Regions from separate parts of the Zea mays genome. Here region 2 is linked to region 1. The links are chromatin contacts, called in public Hi-C maps. All regions are on one chromosome and are shown on one strand. The core of a region is the stretch at or near the end of the contact, and the rest is flanking DNA. Distances in the headings are between cores, read along the strand shown. Region 1 holds the start of LOC103651483 (polypyrimidine tract-binding protein homolog 1). Region 2 holds the start of LOC100502173 (ATP-dependent zinc metalloprotease FTSH 11 chloroplastic/mitochondrial).

Region 1 (6,533 bases), core at 937-3,436:
CGCAGCGTCAAAGACGGTGTCATCGTAGGATCCGGAGTTGTCGGTGGAGCATACGATAGAGACACTGTGGATAGCAGTGTGGAGGTGACCAAGCGTGACGAGCTTGTGGAAAAGGGACTTGGCGTCATCAGCGAGGGGCACGTCCTGGCCGAAGGAGACATAGATGACGTAGGCGCCGCCGTGGTTGGCGGACTCGAAGCCCGCGAGGACGACGACACACTATGCTGACCAACAGACCATGTAGGCAGCGACGCGCGCCCGCGGTGCACCGCCCTTGGCGGTGCCGGTGGTGTAGCCGAAGAGGCTGGCGCGGGGCATGAATCCGTCGTGCGACAGTGGAGAGCATGTGGGTGTGGTGGCCCTCGATGTCGTGTGTCTAGTTGGCGTCCACCACGGCCGGGTTGATGAGCCACATATCCCTATTGAAGAACCTGGCGTCGATGAGCTTGCGGTTGCAAGCGACGTCGTGCTTGACGGAGTCCTGATAGGATCCCTTTCCGTGGGCTGGCATGTGATCGTCGCTGTCTTTTGGTCTTGGACGAACAATTTTTACTAGTGTTTTAAAAATGCATGTCACAAACATCATGGCACCTCCTATCGCTACCGTCACGCCATATACATTGGTCATTGGTGTGTGACGGACTAAAGAAAACTTTATACGTCGCAAGGGTCGTGGAACGGAGTTGAGTCGCGCCACGGCACTGTGTTTCTTCATGTCTCACATCTCCATTAACTCCAATTGGTAGTGTTTGGTTGAAGAGTCAAGTAGAACGGAGCTATTCTGTTCCAGTTTTGTTGTTGTTTGGTTACAAAGTAACTAGAACGGAATGACTCCAATTAGAGAATATTCTCCTCAGATCCGGAACCAATCCGCTCTAAAAAATCAACCGGACGGAGCCGCTCCGTTCCCATCCCGCTCTCACAGTCACGCTCCATTCCGTTCACTCTGCAACCAAACAAAAAACAGAGCCGCTCCGTTCCAGATTACCAAACACAGAACAGAGCGGCTCCGTTCCTATAATCAGGGATGGAACGACTCCGTTCTACTTAACTCCTCAACCAAACACTATCTTATCTTAGGGTTACAGGCAGGTCATAAATATTGACAGTGTAGCATTTATAATTATATTATTTAAGGCTTACTACAGTAAACAATTGATCTCTTGAGGGAATCTCGTACGTCTAACGTGCATCCTTTCTGTTTCCACGAGTAGTCCTTGATCTAATCACGAGTCGCTCGTGAATTTTCGTTGGCTTGCAGATCCTGCCGTAATTTCTCGTCCCCACAACGCCATCGCTGCTCAACTATGGGGATTAGGAGGGTCGACTCTTAGGACAACAACAACACGTACACGAACTTTAGGTGCAGGTCTGCACGAGACCAATCTAGCCAGCAGGGATCTGAGATCAAGGTGTTTTTTTTTTAAAAATGTGCATCGACTCATTATTATCCTTTGTTAATATGAATGTCGCTGCTATTAATGTTAACTTGAAAAATTCACCTATGGGGCATGATAGCGATTATTTTCAGCTTGATATATTTGACCCTAAATACTGGGATTTCCTTGATACGATTAATTTGTGTGAATTTTTTTAATTACCTATGATGATTAGCGGGTGAAGAAAGAGAATTGAATCGTTAGATCATGTAACCAATGACATGATGAGCAATTTTTGTGCAACTTCACGAGGAGGTATGAAAACAATGTTTTTAAGCACCCTTTGAGGAACTTGAAAAATTTCATGAAACTGGTCTATAGTTTCAGTTTTTTTGAAGTTAGAGCTCATAAAGCTGTACCTATTTGGATAGAAGAAGCTGAAATAGACTTGAAATTCTTGAAATGCTCTCCTAAATAGGGCCTATATCATTATGAGAAGTGAGTTTCGCCACTTTTCTATTAATTGAATAGGATTTGTCTGAATACCATTATAAAATTAGACCTATACTCTGTAATGCTATTAAGGCGAAGCCTATTCAATTAATAATAAAGTCGCTAAACCACTTCTTAATGCTATTAAGCCGAAGCCTATTCAATTAATAATAAAGTCGCTAAACCACTTATTATAATGACATAATTCCAAATTTCTCCGAACACGAGGAAAAGAGTTGTCCAAACTGGGCTGGCCTTCTGGCTTCTCGGTGGTGGTTTGGGATTTTGGGCTGTAGGATTCCGGGACTCTACTGCATGGCCGAAGGCTCGAAGCCCATTATTATAACCTATCAACGGGCCTATTCAGATTTCAGAGGTCGATACGGAACCCTAGGCGTCTATCCATTAGAAAATTGGACTGATTGACCGCACCGATTCCGCGATACGTTCCCGAATCCAACCCATCTTCGTCCGCTCCGGCCACTCGTTTCGCCGCCGTCGGTCGCCACCCGCAAGGTGAGGACCCCTTGGATCCATGGTTACGAGAGTTTTCTATTTTTATTGCAAAAGACTTCCTTGATGCGGTTTACTTACCACTGATGACGCGGTAGGTTTGGAGGATAAGATTCGGGAGGGATGGCTTCCGGTGGGCAGCCGCAGTTCCGGTACACGCAGCCGCCGTCGAAGGTGCTCCACCTGCGGAATCTGCCGTGGGACTGCACTCCAGAGGAGCTGGTCGAGCTGGGGACCCCCTTCGGCAAGGTCGTCAACACCAAGTGCGGCGTCGGCGCCAACCGCAATCAGGCATTCATCGAATTCGTGAGTACTACCAGCTTTCCCTCCTGCTTATGTTAGCGAGCCTGACTCGTATTGGCCAGCCACTTGTCTGTCTGGTGGACACGGAGATGTCAGAACCAGAGTATCAGACTATGTAGATCGGACTTCCGGATCATTAGTACTGAATTGTGGCAAAGTGGTTGTAATATACAGTACATTAGTTATCCAGTTAGTTTTGGGGGAGAAGCTATGTTCTCTGGCTCATGTTGCTGTTACTTAAATCAGCCAGTTGGATGTGCCAGTTGCATAGGAGGTTTGTCATTGGAATTTGGAACTGACCAATTCGATTTGACTGCAATTAGTAATGGTTGTACCCCCCCCCTCTGTTTCTTGTCGCCTAGGTTCTATGATATGTGGTGAAAAAGAACAATCTTAACCCCATTATGAAGTCTTGGCACAAGAAAAAACCCCATGATTATATTATCATGGACTTCCTTTTTGGTAAAGAGAAGTGAGACCACTGAAATATCTGTGGAAATTTGTCTTGGAGGGGGGGGGGATGATTTATCGTCTGGTGAAACAGCTGTGATATGTGACTGCATGTTCTTTTTAATTCCTTTTATTGTTTTGCAGGGCGACCAAAATCAAGCTATTGCCATGATATCATATTACGCATCGTCAACAGAGCCAGCACAGGTAAGAGGGAAAAATGTGTACCTTCAGTACTCAAATAGACAGGAGATTGTCAACAACAAGGCAACTGGGGAAGGTTCAGGCAACGTTTTGCTTGTGGGAATGGAGGGTGTTGCACCAGATTCTGTCAGCATTGATGTTCTACACGTGGTAAGGATGTTAACAGTTGCATCGAGATTTATGTTATTTAGGCCAACTGATTTTATCTGCAGGAATACTTTGATGTGCCAGGACTGTCTTAGTAACTTCTAGCACATTGTTTTGCATGATCTGAATGGATTAGCAAGCCGTTGTCACGGAGTATCATGGCAGGAAGCATCTGGAACACATGTCTGTGTTTGTTTCCTCTCCCTTACTCATCGCTGCCCTACTCCTCCCCTACCCTCCCTCCCCTGCACCTCTTCTCCCTACCTTTCCCCTCCCATACCCTTTCATCCAAGTACCCTCTTAGGGTTGGTCACATCTACCTTCGTCGATGTCCGTTTTAGTTGTTATTATAAGTTGTATCTAGTTAGTGCCTAAGGTTGGTGGATGCATTTTTCTCAATGGAGGTCGTTTCTGATTGGTTACATTGGTAGCTGGCATATTTGTATGATTATTATCAAGTGCTCTTCTCTGGATTTAGTAAGGGAAAAGAAAGAGAAAAGGAACATAAAATGTAATGCATCAATAATAGTAAATAAATATTCTTGTTTTCACTAACGCCCCGTTTGGATCCTCGGAATTGAATTCCATTCTAATAATAGTAATTTAGGCAAATATCAATTAAGCTAGTATAGTTTTATGCAAAATATATTTGTATACTATTATTACTTTATTAGCAATATGTGGGAGATATTTATGTGCTGCATTTTTACTACAGAGGAGTGAGTAGAAGAGTGTCTTATAAGTTGCAGAGTAGAAACATATTCCACTGATACACAAAATCATTTTCTATCCTCCACCCCCATGAATTTGAGATAGTCTTATATCTGAACTGTGGAAAGTGGCGGAATATCAAATTCCAAGCCAAATAGACTACTCTATTAAGTAAATTTCAATTCCTTCAAAATGAATAGATCCAAATGGCCCATAAGGTAAATATAATGAACTTGATTGGCACAAATTTGTCATTTGGTTGCACTGATTTGTGTAACGGTTTAATACCATCTTTCAAGCAGGATTTTAGCTCCTTATTACAGATCTGCAAGCTACCAACTCGAGTTATTTGCATCTGTATGTTGATTAAAAGAATTACTTTACAATCTTCTACATGATGATTAGATTATAATTCTTTTGCAATCTTTTATGTGTTAATTACAAGAACTATCTTGTGTTTATCCTCCATAGTGTCATTTGGTTGACGCACCTTTAATACGCTGTTAAGGCGAGCTTCAAAATTGGAACATGTGGATTATCAGTTCATAAAGAAACATCTGTCTGAACAGTTTAATGAGTTTCACTCACTTTCCACTGTGAATATTGTAGATTTGATCACTTTGTTACTGGCGCATGAATGAATGCTTGTTAGCTGTGCTCGTTTCTGATCTCTTTCTCTAGACAATCCTTACAAAGCCTAGAAATGCATTGATTGATTTGATTCTAATACTTTAATAACAGCTTGATGTCACAATTTTACCCAGGAGTGATGATAAATTCATCTGCATTATCTGTACTAGCAGGTTGAAAGGTTTTGAACATGTACAGTTGTGTGCTAGTCTGCTAGTACCCTTGATTCATTGTTATTGGTTATTGCCGACAAAAACTTTATTGTAGTTGTAAGCTTTTCTGTATGTTTGTATAAATATTAATTTTGTTTGGCGTAGAGATCAGACAACCTTTGGCTGCCACTTTCAATTTAAGATCATTTCACTTTCCAGATATATTGGTGCATGCATTTGGTTTTACTATAATGTTTCACATGTGGTATTAACAGTTGACGTATGTGTGCACAGGTATTTTCTGCTTTCGGATTTGTTCATAAGATCGCTACCTTTGAGAAAGCATCTGGTTATCAGGTGATGGTTTTACTTTATTCATTCTGTCACATGTCTCATCTGTCATCCATAGATAGCACTATCATGATTTCTCTATATTTTTCTTTGACCAGGCTCAAATACTTTTATCTAAGGTTATGTTTTTTTAATCTTGCCTGTAGGCTTTGATTCAGTTTTCTGATGCTGAAACTGCAACATCTGCAAAAGCTGCACTGGATGGTAGATGCATTCCTAGGTATTGCTTTTGATTATTAATTTTCTTCTGTACTCTTTCGCAAGACAAATGTATAATTATTTGTCTTGTGTTGCAGCTATTTGCTACCAGAACTGGATGTGGCCTGCACTTTGAGAATAACCTATTCAGCACACAGTGTTCTCAACGTCAAGTATCAGAGCCACAGGAGTAGGTAAGGTTTACTCAGTTGTCAAGCGAGATTTTTTATTCTACATCCTGTTTGATGGATGGATTCTGCGAGTTTTACCCATTGAATTGTTTCATTTTGCATGGAAAAGTATTTTTGTCTGTCAGATCATTACTTTATAAATCTGGGTGGTTTGTAATATTCAAGGAATCATATGACTCTTGATTATCCTTTGCTGTTTTCTTTAGGGACTTCACTAATCCTTACCTTCCTTTTCTGGACTCTGCTAAAGATGGCTCTGGACCGGTAGCACTTCTTACTTTTGAGCATATATGCTTTGATTTTGTGCTTATGCTAAATTTGCTAATATAGTTATTGTGTCCACACTGTTATGACCAGGATGGAAAAAAACAGGAAGCAGAGAGCAATATACTGCTTGCTTCTATTGAGAACATGCAATATGTTGTTACAATAGATGTGCTTCATGAGGTAATCTGTCAAAGTAAACAATTATGGTAGCTAATACATGCAGTTTTCACCAACTTTTTGATATCCTGTAATCGTCAGGTCTTTTCAGCTTTTGGATTTGTACAGAAGATTGCTATTTTTGAGAAGAATGGCTTTCAAGCATTGATCCAGTATCCAGGTAAAAACCAACTTGTTAGGACACAATTTAGCTGCCCATGCATGTCATGTCTCTCAAGTTCTGTGTACTTCTTTTGGTAGACATTCAAACTGCGTATGCAGCAAAAGAAGCACTAGAAGGGCACAGCATCTATGAAGGTGGCTACTGCAAACTGCACCTCACATTTTCACGCCATACTGAGCTTAATGTTAAGGTAATTTCTAGCAGT
Region 2 (6,408 bases), core at 1,258-3,757, 160 kb after region 1:
GCCAGCCACGTCACCCAACCGTTAGGGTTCGACCGTTGGAGCTCTGACAAGTGGGGCCACCGAAAAGTCCAGTGGTGCACCGGACAGTCACTGTTCACTGTCCGATGCGCCTTCTGGCGCCTGCTCTGACTCTGCGCGCGCTGTCCGTGCACTGTTCACTTTTGCAGACGACCGTTGGCGCTGTTAGCCGTTGCTCCGTTTGGCACACCGGACAGTCCGGTGCTACACCGGACAGTCCGGTGAATTATAGCGGAGTGGCTCCCCAAATTCCCGAAGCTAGCGAGTTGGAGTTGATCCACCCTGGTGCACCGGACACTGTACGGTGGCACACCGGACAGTCCGGTGCGCTAGACCAGGGCAACCTTCGGTTTTCTTTTGCTCCTTTCTTTTGAACCCAATCTTGGACTTTTTATTGGTTTGTGTTGAACCTTTGGCACCTGTAGAACTTATAATCTAAAGCAAACTAGTTAGTCCAATTATTTGTGTTGGGCAATTTAACCACCAAAATCATTTAGAAAAAGGTTTGACCCTATTTCCCTTTCAATAACAATATGGGTTCTAAAGTTTAAAAATCCATACACATTGTATGGAACACAGGATAAGCGTGCAAATCCTAAAAAACTTGACCGGCGAGGGTAAAACAGCCCTCAGACGTTATATATTAAGAAGACCGTCCACGACCATGACCGGGATAAGGCCTTAGACCTATTCTTTAACGTGGACAAATGAGAGGATTTTTAAACAAATAGCCTAAAATTCACTTCCACGAAGAGTCGACCTACACAACCTTCACACATTATACTACTTAAGACTACAGTGTAGGCGTTCACGGTGCACGGTTCTGCCCCCTCCTTCCACACCCCCTGACATCCTCCCTCTCTGCCCCATCTGCGATCCCCCTCACTCGCAATCCCTGGAGGGGACACGCCGGCACAGGAGCTGGCGGGGCGGAGCCGGTGGCCATCTTCCGGGTGATGGCGGACCTCCTCGGCGACCCGGCGTGGCCGCAGCTCCACCCGCGGCCTTGCACCGACACGCCAAGGCCTGGCCTGCAGTGCAAGCTCGCGCCCGACGACGCGCGCGTGCTCCGCGCCACCCGCCTCCACCTAGGCCTCGACGTCGCCACCCCGCACTGCAGGCCCGGGGCCAGGCTCGACCCAACCTCCGGACGCTCTCCATCTTCGGTTGTTTCGGCGCCTCCCAGGCCCCCGTTGAGCTGCCGCTCGCGCTGTTCATGTCGTCGTCCTCGCTCGAGCAGATCGTGCTTAGGTCCAACCCCAGCCTCACCTCCCCCATACCAGCGACGTTGGTTATCATTGTTTTTAGGGGGAAATGGTGTATTAGTATTGACACATCGCGTATTCATTTGAAGTCTCGTAATTGATTAATAACATCTTGTTGACCACAGATGTAGCTATTAGACAATATATGGGTTTGATATGTGAACATGTATGGTGTTTAGTTGCTTCTTCTACTTTGTTCTAATTGATGAATAAAAAATGAATGAGTCTTTCTTCCTTTTCCTCCTGCCAGGAGAGCACATCTCATGAAATGATCCAAAAATAATTACTATTAATGCTTTTATCAGCGGTGTTCGTGTACCGCCGTAAGGCACGGACAACTAACTAGTTATATATTAAGAAGAAGACCGTCCATGTTCATGACCGAAATAAGGCCTTAGACTTCTGTTTCAGCGTGGAACAAATAAGATAATTTAAAAAAACAGTCTAAAAATCACTCTCGCGAGGAGTCAAAGAACCTAAGATCTGAGTATAATCAAATCAATTTGAGTAGAGCCGTAGAGGTCATTTCGCTAAGCGCGCAACCCCGCGGATCACTTGCAGTGAAGCCTACCCACGGTCCCATGGATCACTTGGCAGTGAAACCTACCGAGTACCGACGGATCTCCCCCAGTTTATTTATCCCATCCTTCCTGGTGTGTGGTGTCTACCTTCTCTCCGCGCTTAGAATCGGGTTTCTTGCTTGAGCCGGAGTACCTGTGCTTTGCTGTAGCTGAGAGCCTGAGACTGAGAGGACAGTACCAGCTCCTCGCCGTCTCGCCGACCGCCGACCCAGACATCAGCTCCAGCACCGACCAGGCCAGTCAGGTCGTCATCGCATTCGAGAGACGTCCGTCCCCATCATCACCCCTCCCGCTACCAACGGTCCCGATCCCGAGTGACTCCTAACGATCGCGAGCGCCGCCGCGTCGTCGCCCCGCTACGGCTTCCAGCGTGCGCGTTCGCGCTCGCGGAGTCGCGGTCTCGCTTCGCGATAAGGCTACTCCTCGTGTCCACTAAAACTAGGGGAGACCCACCTCCAGCGTAGAAAGGGAAAAAAAAAAGGGGAAGCCTCTTCTCTCCAAGTCACGCCCCTCCCACCTCGCCGGCGCGCCCGCCTCAGCCGCCATGAGCGCGCTCCAGGCCTCCCTCCTCCTCCGCCCGCTCCCCTCGCCACTGCCCCCGCGCCGCCGGCAGCCGCTCCCCTCTGCCTTCGCCTCTTTGCCCCGCGGTGCCAACGCGCCCCGCCGTGCCCCGCTCCGCCTCCGCGCATTGGACCCCATCGCGCCGCAGCCCGACGCCTCCGAGCCGCCCGCGGCTGCATCCTCGTCCGCGGCGGAGGCGGAGGAGTCGGAGAGCACGACGATGACGGAGTCGACGGCACAGCCCGCCACGATGAGCGGGAAGGAGGAGCTGGAGGACCTGGTGGGCAAGGCTAGGGCCTGGGCCGTGGCGGTCGCGGCCGCGGTGGTGGCCGCGGTCAGGAGGTTCGTCGACTGGGTGCTGTCGAGGAACTGGATGAGCTGGTGGCCCTTCTGGAGATCCGACCACCGACTGCAGGGGCTGATCGAAGAGGCGGACGCCAACCCCAACGACGCTGCCAAGCAGAGCGCGCTCCTCCACGAGCTCAACAAGTTCAGGTCTGTTGTTTTACTTCGACAATTGGGCGAATGTGGTTCTGGCTGAGTGGATTGCGTGCTGATTTATACTATTTGGATAGTTTGACTTACCTAAGGATCAATTGTAGCAAGGTTCTTGAGAAATTTGTAGAGTACCGTGGGACGGAGCCGCTCCGCTCCCAATTTATTGTTGTTTGGATTGATTCCATATAGGACAGAATGGCTCTAAAAAAGAAAAAAAAATATGTTCAAATGTTGAACCATTTAGCTCCCCAAAATCTCTCGGACGGAGCCGCTCCATCCTAAATGGCTCAGGAACCAAACATTATCATATAGTTGGAGTCCTAGTACTGCATAATCGTTAGTAGTGGTTGTATTGCTGGTTTTGTTGTTTGTACTTTGTATTGACCATTGCATCAAATCTTCGCATTAGAAACTAAAGATTGGTATGTTCACCTATCTGAATTTCCTGTTTTGGTGTGCACTGAAAATAATGGCAGCCCTGAAGAGGTTATTAAAAGGTTTGAGCAGCGAAGCCATGCTGTGGATAGCAAGGGGGCTGCAGAGTACCTGCGGGCACTTATTCTCACTAACACTATAGCAGATTACCTTCCAGATGAACAATCTGGGAGATCTGCAAGTCTGCCAGCCCTGGTAAGATCATTTCACAACTCTTTAATAATATATATTACTCCCTTGGTCCCAAAATATAATTCGTTTTAGGTTAACCACATATTCATGAAGTAACATATGAACGTAGTTACCATGTATGACTATATTCATTATCATTTGAATGAATGTAGACGAAAAAAAAGTGGGCTAAAAAGAATTATATTTTGGGACAGAGGAAGTATATGATATGATGAAGTTTTGTGCACTATCTTATTCTGTCAACATAGCTTCAGGAAAAGACCTGTAACACGTTTGGTAACTTAACTGACATTCAATTATCCAAATCCATCTACCATGCCACACAATGCCATAAGATCCATGCCCTAGTACTGTATTCTTCAATCCATGTTTTTAGTGATGCTCAAGCAATTATGCCATTTGTTGAAGCACTTTTTTTCAGGTAAAACCTGTTAGGCTCTTCATATAGATAATATTGATGTGATGCTGCAAAAGCTTAAAGCTTATAACTTCCTACTACACCCATTTCCTTCCACAATGCTTTCTGTCATTCTGTGTTGACTTATACTCCATATTAGTCACCATGTTGGCAACTTGGCATGTTGTAACCACTTCACTCTCTGTAATATGCATTTATGTCAGTAGTTGCAAGAGTTGAAACAACGTGTATCTGGGAATGAGGATAAACCTTTCATGAACCCTGGGATATCAGAAAAGCAACCTTTACATGTTGTAATGGTAAGTCGACCAGATCTGAGGAATGCTATTAATTTATTATTCATGACCGTGTTGATAGGACAGGGGCCAAATTTTTCCCTGTGATCTTGATTCTTAAATTATGTTTTGATAGATTTTGTTGCATCATTAGGTTGACCCCAAATCTACAGGTAGATCTACACGCTTTGCTCAAGAAATTGTCTCGACGATGTTGTTTACAATTGCTGTCGGCGTAATGTGGTATGCTAAACCTTTCATCATGTTCCTGCTATCTTATGATTTAGATTAGGCACACAATTGTTCCTGCTGTACCCAGATTTCTAGTGTTCATAGGTGCTTCCTACAGAATGTGATGCATAAAGAAAAGAACTTTGTCTATTTGCTTTGAAGAATTGATAAACATTTTTTATTTCTTATGGGCAGCCCGGTGCATGTGCTCCAGCTTGCGTGGGTCCGGGGAAGGGTTGGACCCATTTGGGTCTATAGTACGCAGCCTTCCCTGCATTTGCAAGAGACTGTTTCCACAAAATGAATAATTGTATGAATCTGTTAATTGCTTGGGCCCAACTTTTTTTCCCTTGAACGCGCAGGAGAGCTGCACATCTTTATATATTAGAGAGGAAAGAAGGGATAACCTGCTACACAGGAAACCCCGAGATTACACACACACTTAGAGCTTATTATATACTGCTTACATAATTCGACCCTGCCATAATAAGGGCTTCAGCTAAATTTGAACTTCCAAGATGTTTGGCTCCAGCTAGCACCCCTCATGCCAACTCATCCAAGAAAAATATCTGCACCTTGCTGATGGAAGGAGAACCACTATCAAAGACTACCTGGTTTCGTTGCAACCATAAACACCATTTACCCAAAATGTTTTTTCGATGCTCACTGCATAATATTTTGTTCCAGGGTGATGGGTGCTGCTGCACTTCAAAAGTATATTGGGAGCTTAGGTGGAATTGGGGCATCTGGTGTTGGTTCTAGCTCATCATATTCTCCAAAAGAGATGAATAAGGATATCATGCCAGAGAAGGTATCTGATTACGCTTCATAAAATACTTGATACAAGAGTATCTTGGTCCACTTTGGGTTACTACAAAAACATTATTAGTGTTTTTCTTTCGCACAATACTGTCTTCTGGTTGTCTGTTAGTAATGTGATTTCTCGGTACAGAAAACAAATACATATTCAAATGATAATTCTATGGTTTTACAGAATGTCAAGACATTTAAAGATGTCAAAGGTTGTGATGATGCAAAAAAGGAACTTGAGGAGGTAGTTGAGTATCTCAAGAACCCTTCAAAGTTCACTCGCCTTGGTGGAAAGCTACCTAAGGTAATCACTCTATGCCATCTCGCGAGTAACATTTATCGTCACCTTGCTCCATGAGTTCCTCTATATATCTGTCGCTTTTATTGGATGATTGAACTGTTATGAATCTTGCTCTGTAATGAATTCCTCCTGTCCTTTGCAGGGCATACTTTTGACTGGTGCTCCAGGAACTGGGAAGACACTACTAGCAAAGGTGAACTTGTTTGGGGAGCTCACTGCTTAGCTATTTAACTTGTACATAGCCCGCTATAGCTTATTCACGGCTGTACTGCTACGAAATTGCTAATTGTTCTGCTATTGCTGCTAATGACGCTTTAGCTCCGCTAAACACCACTATTTGGCTTAACTGCAAAATGGTTTAGCACCTCTAATTGTGACCAAGGAAAAAATGTTCATTCCTTAGTCCTTACTCTAGAGGAGTATAATCTATGTCTATCCATCACGTTCTTTACTTTAAACCATTAAATAATTGTTAGATGTTGAATATTGAGTGTTGAATGAATATGAATGTTGATTGTAGCTTTGAGGGTGGTTTAGTTTTTTTTTTCTCTGTTTTAGTTGGGGTGTTTGTCAGCTGACAAACGCTCTGTCCCTGCCCCTGCTCCAGTTGTTCTTTCTGGCTAGGTGGGTTCGGTGTGTGTGTGTGTGTTTGTGTGTGTATGTGTGTTTTGGGTGTTGTTCTGTCTGTTTCGGGGTATTTTTCCCCTTTTCTTCTTAATATATTGATGCGCAGCTCTCCTGCGTGTTCGAGAAAAAAAAGTATGTTGACTGATTTAGTGAACGTTAAGTAATTGATGTGGTGACATGTTCTCCTAGAGCATGT

What was found. A called contact is a pair of places that touch in the nucleus more often than the background predicts.
Region 2: a Hi-C map of tassel shows a contact between it and region 1, with 5 times the contacts expected there. The contact joins the promoter of LOC100502173 here to the promoter of LOC103651483 in region 1. A contact is called at or near these places in 14 of 25 Hi-C or Micro-C datasets (bundle sheath, ear, endosperm and 4 more) and 1 of 3 datasets of contacts at active chromatin or transcription factors (seedling).

What each region holds. Positions count from the first base shown.
Region 1 is chr3:223,552,715-223,559,247 of Zm-B73-REFERENCE-NAM-5.0, forward strand. It overlaps LOC103651483 (polypyrimidine tract-binding protein homolog 1), which reads left to right and starts at 2,187. Exons shown (of 11, transcript XM_008677125.4): 1 at 2,187-2,387; 2 at 2,483-2,690; 3 at 3,282-3,491; 4 at 5,276-5,338; 5 at 5,479-5,552; 6 at 5,629-5,724; 7 at 5,928-5,985; 8 at 6,079-6,168; 9 at 6,247-6,325; 10 at 6,406-6,518. The coding sequence starts at 2,508.
Region 2 is chr3:223,707,412-223,713,819 of Zm-B73-REFERENCE-NAM-5.0, forward strand. It overlaps LOC100502173 (ATP-dependent zinc metalloprotease FTSH 11 chloroplastic/mitochondrial), which reads left to right and starts at 2,508. Exons shown (of 17, transcript NM_001351793.1): 1 at 2,508-2,920; 2 at 3,400-3,553; 3 at 4,175-4,267; 4 at 4,398-4,486; 5 at 5,162-5,285; 6 at 5,469-5,588; 7 at 5,728-5,778. The coding sequence starts at 2,646.